Regions from separate parts of the Mus musculus genome. Here region 1 is linked to region 2. Evidence: chromatin contacts called from public Hi-C data. All regions are on one chromosome and are shown on one strand. The core of a region is the stretch at or near the end of the contact, and the rest is flanking DNA. Distances in the headings are between cores, read along the strand shown.

The links. Hi-C and Micro-C count contacts between places; a contact is called where the count stands out from the background.
Region 1: a contact with region 2 is called in a Hi-C map of cerebellar granule neurons, with 1.8 times the contacts expected there. The contact joins two enhancer-like sites. A contact is called at or near these places in 1 of 484 Hi-C or Micro-C datasets (cerebellar granule neurons), 2 of 115 datasets of contacts at active chromatin or transcription factors (cardiomyocytes and embryonic stem cells) and 1 of 9 other capture datasets (embryonic stem cells).

What each region holds. Positions count from the first base shown.
Region 1 is chr1:64,406,543-64,413,351 of GRCm38.p6, reverse strand. No RefSeq gene overlaps it. Among named protein-coding and RNA genes, the nearest start is that of Gm36148, 110 kb to the left of the region's middle. Within about 2 kb of position 3,976, at least 23 of the 459 cell types and tissues checked have an H3K27ac peak or open chromatin away from gene starts, as enhancers often do. A contact at or near this core is called in cerebellar granule neurons, where this site is marked.
Region 2 is chr1:63,994,363-64,001,274 of GRCm38.p6, reverse strand. No RefSeq gene overlaps it. Among named protein-coding and RNA genes, the nearest start is that of Gm13749, 33 kb to the right of the region's middle. RefSeq lists an enhancer at 4,703-6,912. Within about 2 kb of position 1,599, at least 97 of the 459 cell types and tissues checked have an H3K27ac peak or open chromatin away from gene starts, as enhancers often do. A contact at or near this core is called in cerebellar granule neurons, where this site is marked.

The sequences.
Region 1 (6,809 bases), core at 2,727-5,226, 410 kb before region 2:
ATCTGGTCCTGGCGCACTTCAGCACTGGGATACCAGTCAGCACATATTGCAGAGGGAATAACACCATCAGTTAATGAAATGAGATGGTCATTTCAAAGAATTCTTACTCCCTTTTCCCATCTTAAAACCTCTTTGCTTGCCTGACGTCTTCCGAAATGCTTTCTCCCTGATGTTTTACATCTCAGATATGGCTTGCTTCTCAATTTTTTTTTTAGGAATATCTCTTGGCAAATTATCATAAAGAGTTATTGTGTGGATCTTTTTCTCCAAATATTTGGCATTTCAGTACATCTCATGAGCTGGTGCCAGACATAGCCGGCAGGAAGCGCTTTCTCCAGCACACTCCGAGAGAGAGCAGGGCGGATCCCACGAGCATCTGGCTTATGCATTTCCACAGGGCCCTGTCTTCAGAATTGACCCCATGTTTCTCCATCACTGTCTTAAAATTATTAATAATTAAAAAAGAGCCCGAATGTTTGTTGTTCCATGGTTCCTGCCAATTATGCAGCTATACCTCTTAAAGAGCTAACAGTAGGTTATTAAATCTAAACTTCTCTGGCAGGCAACTAAGGTGAATGTGTGCCTCCCCATCTCAACAGCCTCTTCCTTTGATCTCTCTTTGATGGAGTCTTTGTTTAAGCTGGCCAGGCCTGCTTCTCTTGCGTGAAATTGACCTACTTCTGCCACTGGGTTGTGGCTTCAGTACCGCTCTCTGATGGCGATGGTCCCTGTGCTTCTCTGCTTCAACCTCACTCTGAAAACCTTTATAACTGAACGCAGAACTCAGCTCCCCCCAACATGAGTTTCTTCCCTTTCAGTATTTGTGTGTTTATGAATGTAAATTCTCTAGTAAGGCTGTGATGGTTGCTCCTTATTTAATGTCCACCGCAGGCTTCCTTGCTATGGAGCCAAGTGCTTCACATGTATAATCTCTTCTTTATGTGCAAGCCTGTATTTTCTCTTCAGTTTGGGGCATTATTTAATATAGTCTGACTTTCCTTGTAGACTTCAAATTTTCTGAACCTATGGGTCATGTCTTTTTCACTAATTTGTGCTCTCTTGGCACCATACACATGGTGTTTGGTGTAGTGCCAGGTCTCTGACTATGGTCAAATTGACTGACAAAATATTAATAAAAGATGAAGATATAAAGTATATACTTCCTTTGTGTACTGATTTTTGTAGCTAGCAGTATCCCAGGAAGAATTTGCTGTCCTGAGGACTTTAAAAACTGGTCTGTATGAAAATTTGAACTAATTGTTCTTGTGACTGAAGCTAACGAATATATAATGGCTGCTAGGCATCACGCCAAGATATGATTTGACTTCTGCTTATATATGCAGCTAAGTTGATTTTGCAAAGTATACTCACATACACTAGGCAGCACAAGTTCCCACCCAGACTCAATTGACTCTCAAAAGATGATTGTCCTTGCAGTGGGTATATTTTGCTCGTTGGAATACTTCACCTTGTATGTTGAAGGCTGGGGCTTCCAAAACTAATTACAAAAACATTGCTGTTGATATGCTTCTATCAAACAAAATGCCATATTCAGATGCCTTTAGGACATCCATTAAAACAGCCAAAAAGGAGGCTGTGGTATTTATCAAGTCAGGAAAATCGTGCCTAATAACGGTGAGTTTTTTTATGCCATTAACAAATGAGCAGACCTGTCAGGAGAATGTTCAACATAAGGTAACATCAAACTTGCTGAAATAACTTACTCACTGCGGGACTCCCATCTGTGAAGTCACTGGGGAGGTGGCTGCCTCTGTGTGATTCCCCAGATTTGTCAGTTAAATTAGATGCCCAAAGGCAAAACCGACTGACAGGGGCATTATGGGACAGTCCTGGAGGATTCAGAATCCATACTCCTCCAAGGAGGTCCCATGCACAGTTTCATTCATGCTGACGCTAAGGGTCCTATCACATTTGAAAGAAAGTGATAAGTCAGCACCCCCACCCCCACCCCACGACTCGCAGTAGCACCGTGCCTGGAGAGTTCTTGACTGAACCAAGGAAGGCCTGCATCTGTCTGAGATGCTGGTGAGACTGAGCTTGTTTCCTCATGACAGACCGGTCTGAAAATAAGAGTAAAGAGCAAAGCTACAGCAAATCTTTGTCTTGTTCTTCTTGGTGTCTGTAAGAAGCACTTGCTGAATTTATCCTGATTGATTTATCACTATTTCTGTCTCATTGTTCTCCTGTCCCTCAGCCCCACCATTCTACACTAGAGAACCTTCAAAAGACCCTCCCAGTGGCATGAGGATGTCTTGCATAAGATCATGTGGAAGACAAACTGAATCATCACTGAGTGTTTCCCCTAAACATTTTTTTTTCTCCTATGAATACCAGTTTGAAGTCCTTGGGCCAAGTTGGTAGGTCTCCCTTTTTTCTTCTTTTATAATAAGTGCCATCTGATGAAGGTCTTTAAAGCTTGATGAACTAAGACTTTTGGTAAGTCCATGTCATTGGCCCCCAGACCTAACGATAGAGGTTTCCGGATCGCAGTAATGATGGGAAGTTGAGTGACCTTGAGGGCTAAGACCAAGCTCCAGTGAAGATTAAAGGTTGACTGAACTATGTTTTTCTTTAGGCTCCTCTGGGATAAGGGGTGGGGGAGGGGGAGGGTAAAATGGAAGCATCATATTTTGGAGGCGACAAGAAATCCTCATAATGGAATTGGGAAATGGGATAAGGAAGAAGAGGAGGCTAACAAAGATTACATTACCCAGATGTTCTTATTCATTCTTCCTAGACTCTCTGGGAGAGAGGGTAAGACACAAGTCAGGGGCTGGAGAGGTGGCTCAGTGTTTAAGAGCACTTACTGTACCTCTAGAGGCCCTGTGTTCAATTTTTAGCACCCATATGGTAGCTCACATTATCTGTAACTCCAGTTCTAGGGGATCATGTATGGCACCAGGCATATACATGGTACACATAAATGTGCATGCAGGCAAAATACCCATGCCCATAAAATAAAATAAATAAGTCTTTAAAAGTCCAAAACAAAACCCATACATAGCTCAGGCTTATTCCAACTCAGAGGTGAGAAAGAAGAAATGTTTGTTTGTTTTTTTCTTTTGTGAGACAGAGTCTTTGTACATTTCTGAGGCTAACCTAAGACTCAAGTAGTACAGGCTCACCTTGAAGATCCTCTTGCTTCAGTGTCCTGAGTGCTGCAATTATAGGTATGTATCACCACACCTGGCTGGAGCTGGGCTATTTGGTTGCACAATCCCTCTGCCTGCTGCAGAACATCCATCCATCCATCCGAAGTGGGCTCTCGTAGTCAGAGAAGCAGCAGAGCCAAGAACCATAGGTATTCACAGTTAGCATGCTTTCTTGCTTAAGGAGGAGTGGGAGGGGAGGGGACACTGCCCTAACCTGTTACAGTGGGAGAGTGGGAGGTGGAGTAGCCAGCCGGTCAGATGTGCAAAGAAGCCATCTTTCAGGGTTTCCCTCTTAGTGTGTTAATAAAGAGTATCTCCAGGCAAGAGAAAACAGTGGGAAGCCAGCAAGTGGGAACTTTAGAACAGCCAGTTTTTCTATAAATTCTGCAAGTTAACTGGTAGCTACCCTTGGTGTGGTTTGAGAATTTTTTTTTTTTTAATTTTTATCTTTTGCAAGAGCAGAGGTACCTGATCGACAGATAGCCTCAAAGAAATCTGATTGCACAATACACTTTGAAATTATCTGTTGTGGACTCTTTCTTTTCTCTTTCTCTCTTTTTTTTTTTTTTTTCTTCACAAACCCAAGAATCCTTTAGCTAATTCTTTTCCCAGTGAAGGAGCCAATCAATGTTCTTTCAGGGGAGAAAATTACTAGAGAGCCTAGTATGTGTTTTGATGCCCTAATGAGGCACTATGAATTATCCAACCCAAACCAATTAAGTCTCAGCCCAGCTAGAAGGCTACAGAGGAGATGAGGAGACAGCATGCATTTAGGGCAGAATTAACGGCTTCCATAGCCTGGAAACAGGCTTGGGGGGAAGCCAGACCTTGGAGGAGCTCTGCTGTCCTGAGAGTTGGCAGCCAAAATGTGTTCTAGCCCAACATGAATGCTGACACATTTGCTTCTTTGGCCTTAAATTTTTTAAAATGTCTGTAAAACATAAAATATGTTTTGAACATTACATAAGACTATTAAGAGAGAGCAGATCTTGAGAACATGGTATGTCAGAGACAATAAAATAAGTGAAATGAACTGCTACTGACTGGAGACTTGACCTTGGGCCAGTTGCTCAGTCCTTTCATGTCAATCAAATAGGAAATTATAGCTCAATAATGTGGTTTTGGATTGCAGCTCAATAAGCAAGCTCTAATCTCTTGGTTATGCCTTACTGTACCACGGGAAACCAAGCGCTTATTTTCATTTTAATGGGATCTCTTCCAGTGGGCTGTGACTTTCTGAGGCATGCAGCACAATGCTTGGCTTGGTGTAGGAACTCAGGAACATTGAATAGATTGTAGAGCGAATAGTTATTCATATACTATAAGCCCAGAGGTAGCTGAATATGTGCACTATCAGCCCAAAGAACTGCCTAAATGCAATGGATTCTATTGACTTTTTATACAGTACGTGTATGATATGAAAATATATAAAAAGGGCAGGGGAGTTGGCTCAGTCAGTAAACTGTTTGCTGTGCAAGCTGGAGGGCCTTTTTGGATGTCAGAATTCAAGGTAAGAAAGGCCAGGTACATGGGTGTACAGCTCGAATCCCAAAGTGGGAGGGAGGCACAGTCCCTGAGGCTTGCTGGCCAGCCAGACTAGAAGAATCAGCAAGCTCCATTGTCTCGAAATATAAAGCAGAGTGACTACTGATGTTGACCATGTTCATATACACAAAACTACATAAAGTGATTGGTGCAGATTATGGAGAAAGGACAGCAGATTTGAACTGGTGAGGCTTGTGTGTGATGAGAACCACAACACAGGCTCTGGAGTCAGGTAGTACAAGGCTGGAGTCTTGGCTCTGCTCTCTCGTTAGGGAGCTTTATGTACTTGGCTGTAAGTTACTTCCCTTTCCTGGTCTTCAGCTGCTTCTTTTGGATTTTGTAATTTTCAGCAAAGACCATATAACCTAGAAACCTCCAAGAAGCTTTGAGAAACTGTGTGAGTGTAGCAGCACTCAGCCAAAGCTGGCCACTGGCATCCAAAAGTCTAGAGTGACGTGCAAAAGTTCTCTATCAAGTTCTCTTTAGGTCTCTTATGCCAGCTTTTGATGAATATCCAAGCAACATTTTATTTCACATACCCCTTTCCTGCCTTTATGATCCACCCCTCTATGTCCTGGCTCCATTTGCAATATACAAGGTTTTTTTTTGTTGTTTGTTTGTTTGTTTTTGTTTTGTTTTGTTTTCGAGACAGGGTTTCTCTGTGTAGCCCTGGCTGTCCTGGGACTCACTCTGTAGACCAGGCTGGCCTCGAACTCAGAAATCCACCTGCCTCTGCCTCTCTGCCTCTGCCTCTGCCTCTGCCTCTGCCTCTGCCTCTGCCTCTGCCTCTGCCTCTGCCTCTGCCTCTGCCTCTGCCTCTGCCTCTGCCTCTGCCTCTGCCAAGTGCTGTGTTATTACAAGTTTTGTCCAAGGTTGGAGAACCCCTTGCCCCATCTTCATTTTAGCAGGTGAAAATGGGGGGACATTGGGAAAGATGCAGATGCTGACTCTTCACTTCTCCATGGCTTAAGCATGAAGATTCTAGATTCTTCTAAGGAGAGCATCTGTAGGACAAACTTTTGTCTTTTTTGCGGCTTCTTGTAATATCACTTTGAGTAACTGAGATGAAGTCATCTCCTGGTGAGGGTAGGAAGGGATAAGGGGATAGAGAGATGAGTCATTTTCTGCTGCTTATATAGTAAGATAGTACGTGTCATTTGGGTTTCTGGTATGTCACACAGTAGGTTCTCAAGTCAGAGTGCTTCATGGTGTCAGATAGTGACCTCAGGACATTTCTTATCTCTACTTGCTTTCCCACCTAAAAGCTCTGTCTGGCTTGTAACTCTCCATGTAGACCAGACCGGCCTTGAACTCAGAGAGATCCATTTGTTTCTGCCTCCTGAGTGCTGGGATGAAAAAGTGTGCACCATCCAAAACCTAAATGTAATGTGTAAATAAACAATTCAGAGTTATGAATTTCTAAGCCTGCTACAACAGCAAAAGTGATGGCTGAAAAATCCCATCATTTGGGTCCACACAAATCCTTAGACCAAATATCCTTGGCCAGTGGATTGAAGCTGCCGGTGTAAACCTCCAGGTGGGGTGTGATGTTGTAGCCCACTTCTTGAAATACGGGCCTGTAAAATGGCCATTGATGTCTGAACACTTCCCTCTGGGGAGAGTTCCTCTATTTTTCCCCTTCAATGACTAAGAAAATAATCAATAATTCTGCATCCCAGAAGTCCTGGGAAACTTTCTGCTTTTAGGTCACTTTGAATATGGACTGGGATGAAAAGCTCCAGTGAGCAGATGCTTTGTCTTCCAGCATAAACACTTAAGCGTTTGCTCTGCTCTTTGTTTCTACATCTCTAGTGTCCTGGGTGCATCTGGGTAGACTCCTCTTCAAAGATCTTAAGGAAAATAAAATATAAACTTTAGTTTACCGTACATGTTTTTTGACCTCATAAAGGAATTTTCTAGTATTTCTTGATGTTATGAGGTTTGTCTGGGGTGGAGGGATATGGGGAGACCTAAACTTATTTCCTTGTAGATTTTTTTTAATTAGGTATTTTCCTCATTTACATTTTCAATGCTATCCCAAAGGTCCCCCATACCCACCCCCCAATCCCCTACCCACCCACTCCCCCTTTT
Region 2 (6,912 bases), core at 350-2,849:
ATGCTCAGCTCAGAATGCTTTGAGAGAATTTGATTGGCTAATATGAGTGATGTGCTGAGCTGTTGCCACTGGCTGCAGTAGGGACACTGCAAAGCACAGTTGAGTTGCTGATGCTAGCTATCCCTCCTGTTTCTCTCCTATCATTTTAATCTTTGATGAGTTCATTTGACATTGGATTAAAGATTTAATCTGGAGCTGTGACACTCTAGGCAGTGATAGGGTCAATCTAGAAAAGTTGGATCCCTTCTAAGTATCAGTGCCAGGATTCGCAGTACGGGGTGGGGGTGGGGTGGAAGGAGAGGAGAGGCATAGGGGGTAGAAGAGAGGAGAAGCCACACAGGAAGTGGTGATTCAACTCAGAAGTTAACCAGAGTAGAGGCTGTTGCCCCACTTAGACCTGGAAAAGCCCAGAGAAAGGCAGTGTTACAGAATCCAGGGTCGGCAGGAAGGCAGCTAGAGGCACAGAGGACACATGGCCATTACTATAAACTTCTAGCTAAGGCAGACAGACTTCTCCTGGCCCTGGACTCTCTCTCTCTCTATCTTGACTGAAACCAGCCTGCAGCCTGGCAAGAGTGAAACAGGGAAACACGTGCCACTTCCTCCACATCAACAAACTCAACAGAGGTGGATGGCTACCTTGAAGCTCTTCATAGCTGTGGTTGGGTGACATTACTAAATGACATACTTCAGATGTCAGAAGGAGGCCACCTAGATCTTGGTTTCAGTATTTCACTGGACTGTCTAAAGAGATGGGCATTTGAACAAATGTGATTATATTTGAGGTATAAGATGTAAGGAAGAATGAAGCACAAAGCTGACAATCCCTTTTTGTGCTATTTCTTTTTCTTCTCTTCCTTCTAGAAAGTTCTCACAATCATGAATTAAAATGTGTGTATTACAATATGCATATTGAAAACTCACAGTAATAATTGCTTCTTTGTGACCAAAATTGCTGGCAAAAACAATTAAAAGGAGCAAGGATTCATTTTGGCTCACGGTTTTCTAGGCTTTCAGATCATCATGGAAGGACATCTCAGCTCATGGTTGTGAGAGTCTTTAGGAGTCTAGTCTCATCTTGGCCCAGAAGACGAGAAAAAGGCAGGAATCAGGGGCCAGCCAGAACTTCCAAAGAAGCCTTCCCCCAAGTTCCTAAGAACCTCTCCAAACAGTGCCACCAACTGGGAACCAAACATTGAAAACATGAGCTTGTGGTGGGACATTTTGGATTCCGACCATAGCACTTGCTCAAAGGCTCCATTCTTAACTTGCCCATGCTGGCTGTATGAAGCCATTACTGTTCATGGTGAATGAAAGTAATTTTGCATTTGTGGAAGCCCAACTGTGATTCTTTGGTGCATTAAAGAGAAAAATAGCAAGTATCTTTGCCTTCTCTACAGAGTTGTTTTCATAGAGGGCTGTCTCTTCTAAATGTTACCAGTCGTAAGTATAAGTGGGCAGTCGATCAAGATTCAAGATTCAAGCTCATCTGTGCTGTAATTGCCCAACCAGCATCTTGGCTTCATCTCTCTGTCCTAGGCCATAACACAGTTTCTCACAAAGCGCTGGGCTCTGGCTCTCTTCCCAGCCCAGGCCGGGCTCCCTAGCCATTTCATTACCAGAAATTACAGTGATCATCTGCCTAACTGGGAACGGCATTATCTGAAACACAATTGGAAACAAACTGAAAGTGTAGGTGGCCCCGAGATAGCTAATCAGAAATGTGACTGGCTGGCGTGTCACATCACATCTGAGAAACATCACAGGTCCTTTTATTGGTCAAAGCACCCCGATGGCCACCAACCTAGCTGGGAAGAATAAAGCCATTGCAGTATTTTCAGAGGTATTGTGGTGGGGAAGGACAGGAGGGCAGAAAGCTGAGGCTCTTCTTTCCACGACCCGTGTAATACACCAGTGATGTGATCTGATTCCAAGTCAAGAATTCTTTCCCAGTGGGAACAGGAAAATAATGTGAAAAAAGTGGTACCACTCATGTCCAGAATAATACATGGTAATTTAATGAGATAGCAGGACACAGGCTTCAAAAAATTAAACTAGGGGAGAGTTTCCAGAAGAAACCAAACATTAGAGTCCCACTGTTCAAGTACCTGCAAATAAGTGTGTGTTTGTGTATAGGGGGCACTGCGGGAGGGGAATCCTTCCAGATGAGTCATGGAACATGTCCTAGTAAAAGGTCACCAACTGTGCCAAGACAAAGTCCCTTTTCTCTAAGGCAAAGCAAAACATGAGAAAGGGATTGCATACTCGATTGCCATGGGAACAAGATCGTCCCAATGTATGTTGTATGGAACAAGATGTATGTTGTATGTGGTTACCATCGCAGTAATGAAGCCCTGTGATAGTTGGTGTGGCTTTTGATGGATATTTTACTCAAGCTCAGTGAGATGGAGGGCCAAGTAGTGAGATAGCCAAGTGAACTGCCCTTTCCTACGCACTGACAAGGAGTAAGGATCTAGACTGTCAGTGCACAGAGATGCTCTCAGTTCTCTCTCATAAGGCTTGTGAGCACAGATGGAAGTTGGGTTTTGTAGCAGGTATTGTTGGTAGGAATTAAGAGGAACATTTCTGAACAGCAATGATGGCTGGTAAATGACCAGAGAAAGCATGAAGAAGAATTAAAAAAATAGTTTTGATCAGCACTCTCCATACATTAAATATCAGAGATGTGCCCCCAAATGATTTGCAGCCTTTGACAATGATGTTCTAGGAAAAAGAGCAAATATTGACATTTCAATAATGTTTGCCCAGCAATCAGTGAGGGGTATACAGCATTCTGGGTATCTATGTTACTGGAATCAATTAGGAAAACAGAGAATTGATATTCTCCAATGAGAAACACATGGTAAATGCTGACATTACAGATAGATAACACTGGCTCTGCAAATCATTTCTGAAGTCATAGGCCTGTCATGCGCTGCCACCTATGTGCATGTAAGGACTCAGGCTGAGAATACAGTCTTACTGCTGCACACTGTTCATTCCATAACCCCGTCTCCCATTGGCAGTTTCCATCCTGCACAGCTAACTCCTGCTCTCCCTCCCTTTTGCCTTCCTCCTTCCTTTCCCCAGTCCTTTCTGCCTTCTCCCTGACTGGGAACAGAACTCTCTGAAACACAATTCGAAGTGACCTGGAAGAGTGTAGGGGGCCCCTGGTAGTGTAATCAGTAGTGTTACTGGCAAATTCTTCCCCTCTGCCTTCATCCCCTCTGCCTTCCTTCCCATCCTGTCTGTCGTCTTTCCCCCCCTTCCTCTCTTTCCTTCCTTTTCTTCATCTCCCTTCTCCTCTTCTTCCTTTTTCCTTCTCCCCTTCCTTCCTCCCTCTCTCCCTCACTCCCCCAGTCTCCTTCCTTCCCTTCCTTCTTTCCTTTCTTCCTTCTTTTCTCTTTTGCTTTACCTACCTTGTGCTAGCACTATTATTTCAGAAAAAATGAACTCTGTGGGCAAAGAAAGGAGGTTATAATAAATAAAAACCTCAAAGTAAAACATTTTTATTGAAATTTTTGATAAAGAGCCTCCCATACAGTAGAACCAAGCTGGAAAGTCCTGAGATGTACAAGAGCTCCTTCTTATCCAAGCGAGAGATTCCAAAACATGTAGTAGGTACCCGAAACCACAGGTAGCACCAAGCCTGTGCCTATTATTATGTCTTTCCTGTATGTGTATGCAAATACTATATGCGTATACATAAATATACACACTGTATATATATATATATATATATATATGTATATGTGTATATGGTATATGTACATGTATATATGATAAGCTTTAGTTTATAAATTAGGCAGAGCAAGAGATTACTGATAGGAACTAATGATAATAGAACATTAAAACAATGGACTACAGTAGAATTGCAAGCCACATTATTCTAATTCTTTGAGGCCATTATTAAATGAAATAAAACATTCTTGGGCAGAAGCCCTGTGTTATCCAGGGCAGTCAGTCTGACAACAGAGACAGCTCCCAGTTGGCTAATGGATAGGTAACACACACAAACACACACACACACACACACACACACACACACACACACACACCTTTAGGTGTGCTGAACCATGGTGTATTCAGGTAGGAAGAGGCCAGACAGTAGGAAACTTCATCACAACCACAATTCAAAAATTGCTTATTTCTAGAACTTCCCACTTAATATTTTCAGACCATGATTGACAGCTAGTACCTAAAGCTACAGGAAAGAGAAACCTCAGGTAAGTGGGGGTGGATAAAGTCTACTTAGCCATGGTCTCTGCTTTCCTGGGGATTGTTAGCTACTCCTTGGCCTCTATGCAGTTGCTTCTGTTTTTCTGCCTTCCTCATCTCTTTCCTCTCTCCTTGCTTCTCATTGTAATACCTATTTAAATGTCCTGATCAGGTGTTTTAACTACATCCCTCTATATCCATGAGAACTCCACACACTAAAGACTACTTTCCCATTTAACTCACATTATTGTTTTGGGGTATTGTCTCTCTCTTCTCACCTCTTCCTCCTTTCTTTTCTCCTGCCCTTTTCCCAGATAGATTTGAACTTCCTTGAAAGTAAGGATATACTGATTTGCCTCACTTTTTTTTCATTAAGTTTCCCCAAATAGCTAATATACCAAGGGGCAGGTGGGAGGGGGTTCATATAATAAATGTTGACTCAAACTGAAATGTTTAGAGCTTAAGTTTGTTGAAGTAAGTTTGCCCACTTGCGGGATGTATTCTTGGTTGCTGTCCTGGTTGTCATATATAGTCAGTGTGTCCCAGGAAGCTGAATTTTAAAAGTACTTTTAGTCTTGGACATTGCCTTCTGTTCTACTGCCTTCGGCATATCAAATCTCGTCCCACGAAGTAGCTGTGAGGGTCCATTAGCAAAGGCAGCCCAGTTACAAGGATTTTTAAAGCAAGGGGTAAGTATGTACAGTCCAGGCAGGCTGGATGGGGCTCAAGCAATCATTAATTCCTCTAAGATGGTTCTGATGAGGCAGCTCATAGTAGCTGTGGACTCTGGGGAAAGTCCCGGTCCTCAGCTTTTGTGGATGGAGAAAGTTTATTTTGTTTGTTTTTGTTTGTTTTGATTTGATTTGATTTCCTCATTCCTCTTTTGGGTTAGGGAAGGAGTGTCTGGGAATCACTGGGGTGGAGGGTGGGGGAGGTGAGTGTAATTCTCAGCCTGCAGGGTCTGAGATCACAGCTCTGGCCAGGCACCCTCCAACCTGCTTAGATGAAGAGGGTTTTCACAGCAGTGGGCGGTGCCATAGATAGCGTGGTTGCTAAGGATGTCATTATCACTCTGATTGCAGGAACCGGTGAGTTAATTGGCATGACCTCATTCAGGCCCTCCGGGGCCTACCTGTTCACAAATTATACAGGAGACAAAAAGTTGATCTTTTTATAGTGTCAGGAGGCAGCACCTGTTAACATTTAACAGAAGGTTTGAGAGAAGCTGGGGTACACAGTATTTATCTACCTGTTATCTTCCTCTCACCCCGAATGGCTTCCTCCTCACTGAATAGTCTTGAGACTTATCTTTCTAAAGCTTCCTTCTTGGTTGTTTCCTTTGTTTCCTGTAGAGGAAGTGAGATTTTTTTCCTGGTGGGAAAATCAGCCATTAAACTGAGGAAGGCTTGAGGAAATGAACTGAAATGTCTTGAAGGAAGAAAAATAGCACTATGAAGATGAAAAGGAACCGGGGATAATGGAGATTGATCGCTCGATCTATCTATGGCCTCAAATAAAACTGATCGGATTTAGCACGTTAGGTTATAGTTAAAAAGCTTCGTTGTTTCGGTTGGGGTAATACAGTTTCAGATTTTCACGGGAAGCCATTTATTTATTTTTGCATTTGTGAGTCATTTAGTCATTCCCTTGTGAGTGAGAATACATTTATTTCCCTGCTCCCTGCTGTTAGGCGTTCTATTAATACCACACTAGTTGAAATAAATGGAGCAGGAGAAACTGTTTGGTGGTGAATTTGTTTTTCAAAAAAATTTTTTTTGAACTGCTATTTTGGTAAGTTGGCTTTCCAACCCCTCCTGTGGTTTAAAGAGTGGTAACTTCTCACCCTTTCGCTTCCCCGACTCATGGTAGTGTGTGTGTGTGTGTGTGTGTGTGTGTTCCCTGCTCCTGTTCCAATATTGACAGCATCAAGGCCGTGGGAAGCCTTACAACCCAAGATGCGCATGCAGGAGAACCAGCCTGTGCTAAAATACCCCACCAAGCAGCAGGACTGTCAGAAATTTCAAACAAACGGACAGTTTTCTGGAGCGCAAGTTCTCATGCCTCTCTTTTGAACTCTGCCCCAAAGGAAACTCCAGCTTAATAACCAGGGGTTGGTTCTCCAGGTTAGAGGGAAGCGGCAAGGGTCGTGTTTCCCAGAGTCCACATGGGAGATTTTCAAATCACAGCGACTGTGCTCAGACACAATGCCCTTTGCTCGCGAGCCATGGCAGCACAGCTGAGCAAGATATAATGTGCTTGTTGTTCTGGACGGCTAATTACCATCAGTAATTGTTTGGGGCACTGAACACAGTGTGGGATAAAGACAGTTTTTTATAATTTTTTTTCAGGGAGGAGGGTCGATTCCACTCTCAGTCTTGAACCACATCAGCCCATTAGGCTGATTTGCCAGGTTGCCTCTGAGGACAGGTTCAGAAAAGCCCGTGGTGGGCCCCAGAAAAGCCCGTGGTGGACCCCAGAAAAGCCCGTTGTGGACCCCAGAAAAGACCGTGAACCACACACTGTTTCTGTCTGGCGAAGGTCAGGCAAACCCTGGAATTACTCACAGGGCTTTCACATCCCTGACTGCTCTGATGAGGATGGGGGAGGGGACAAGAGGGAGTAGTAGAAAGTGTCCATCTCCGGCCAGGGGGAGGGGTAAGGGGCTGGACAAGAGCACTCTGTTCTATTTGCTCC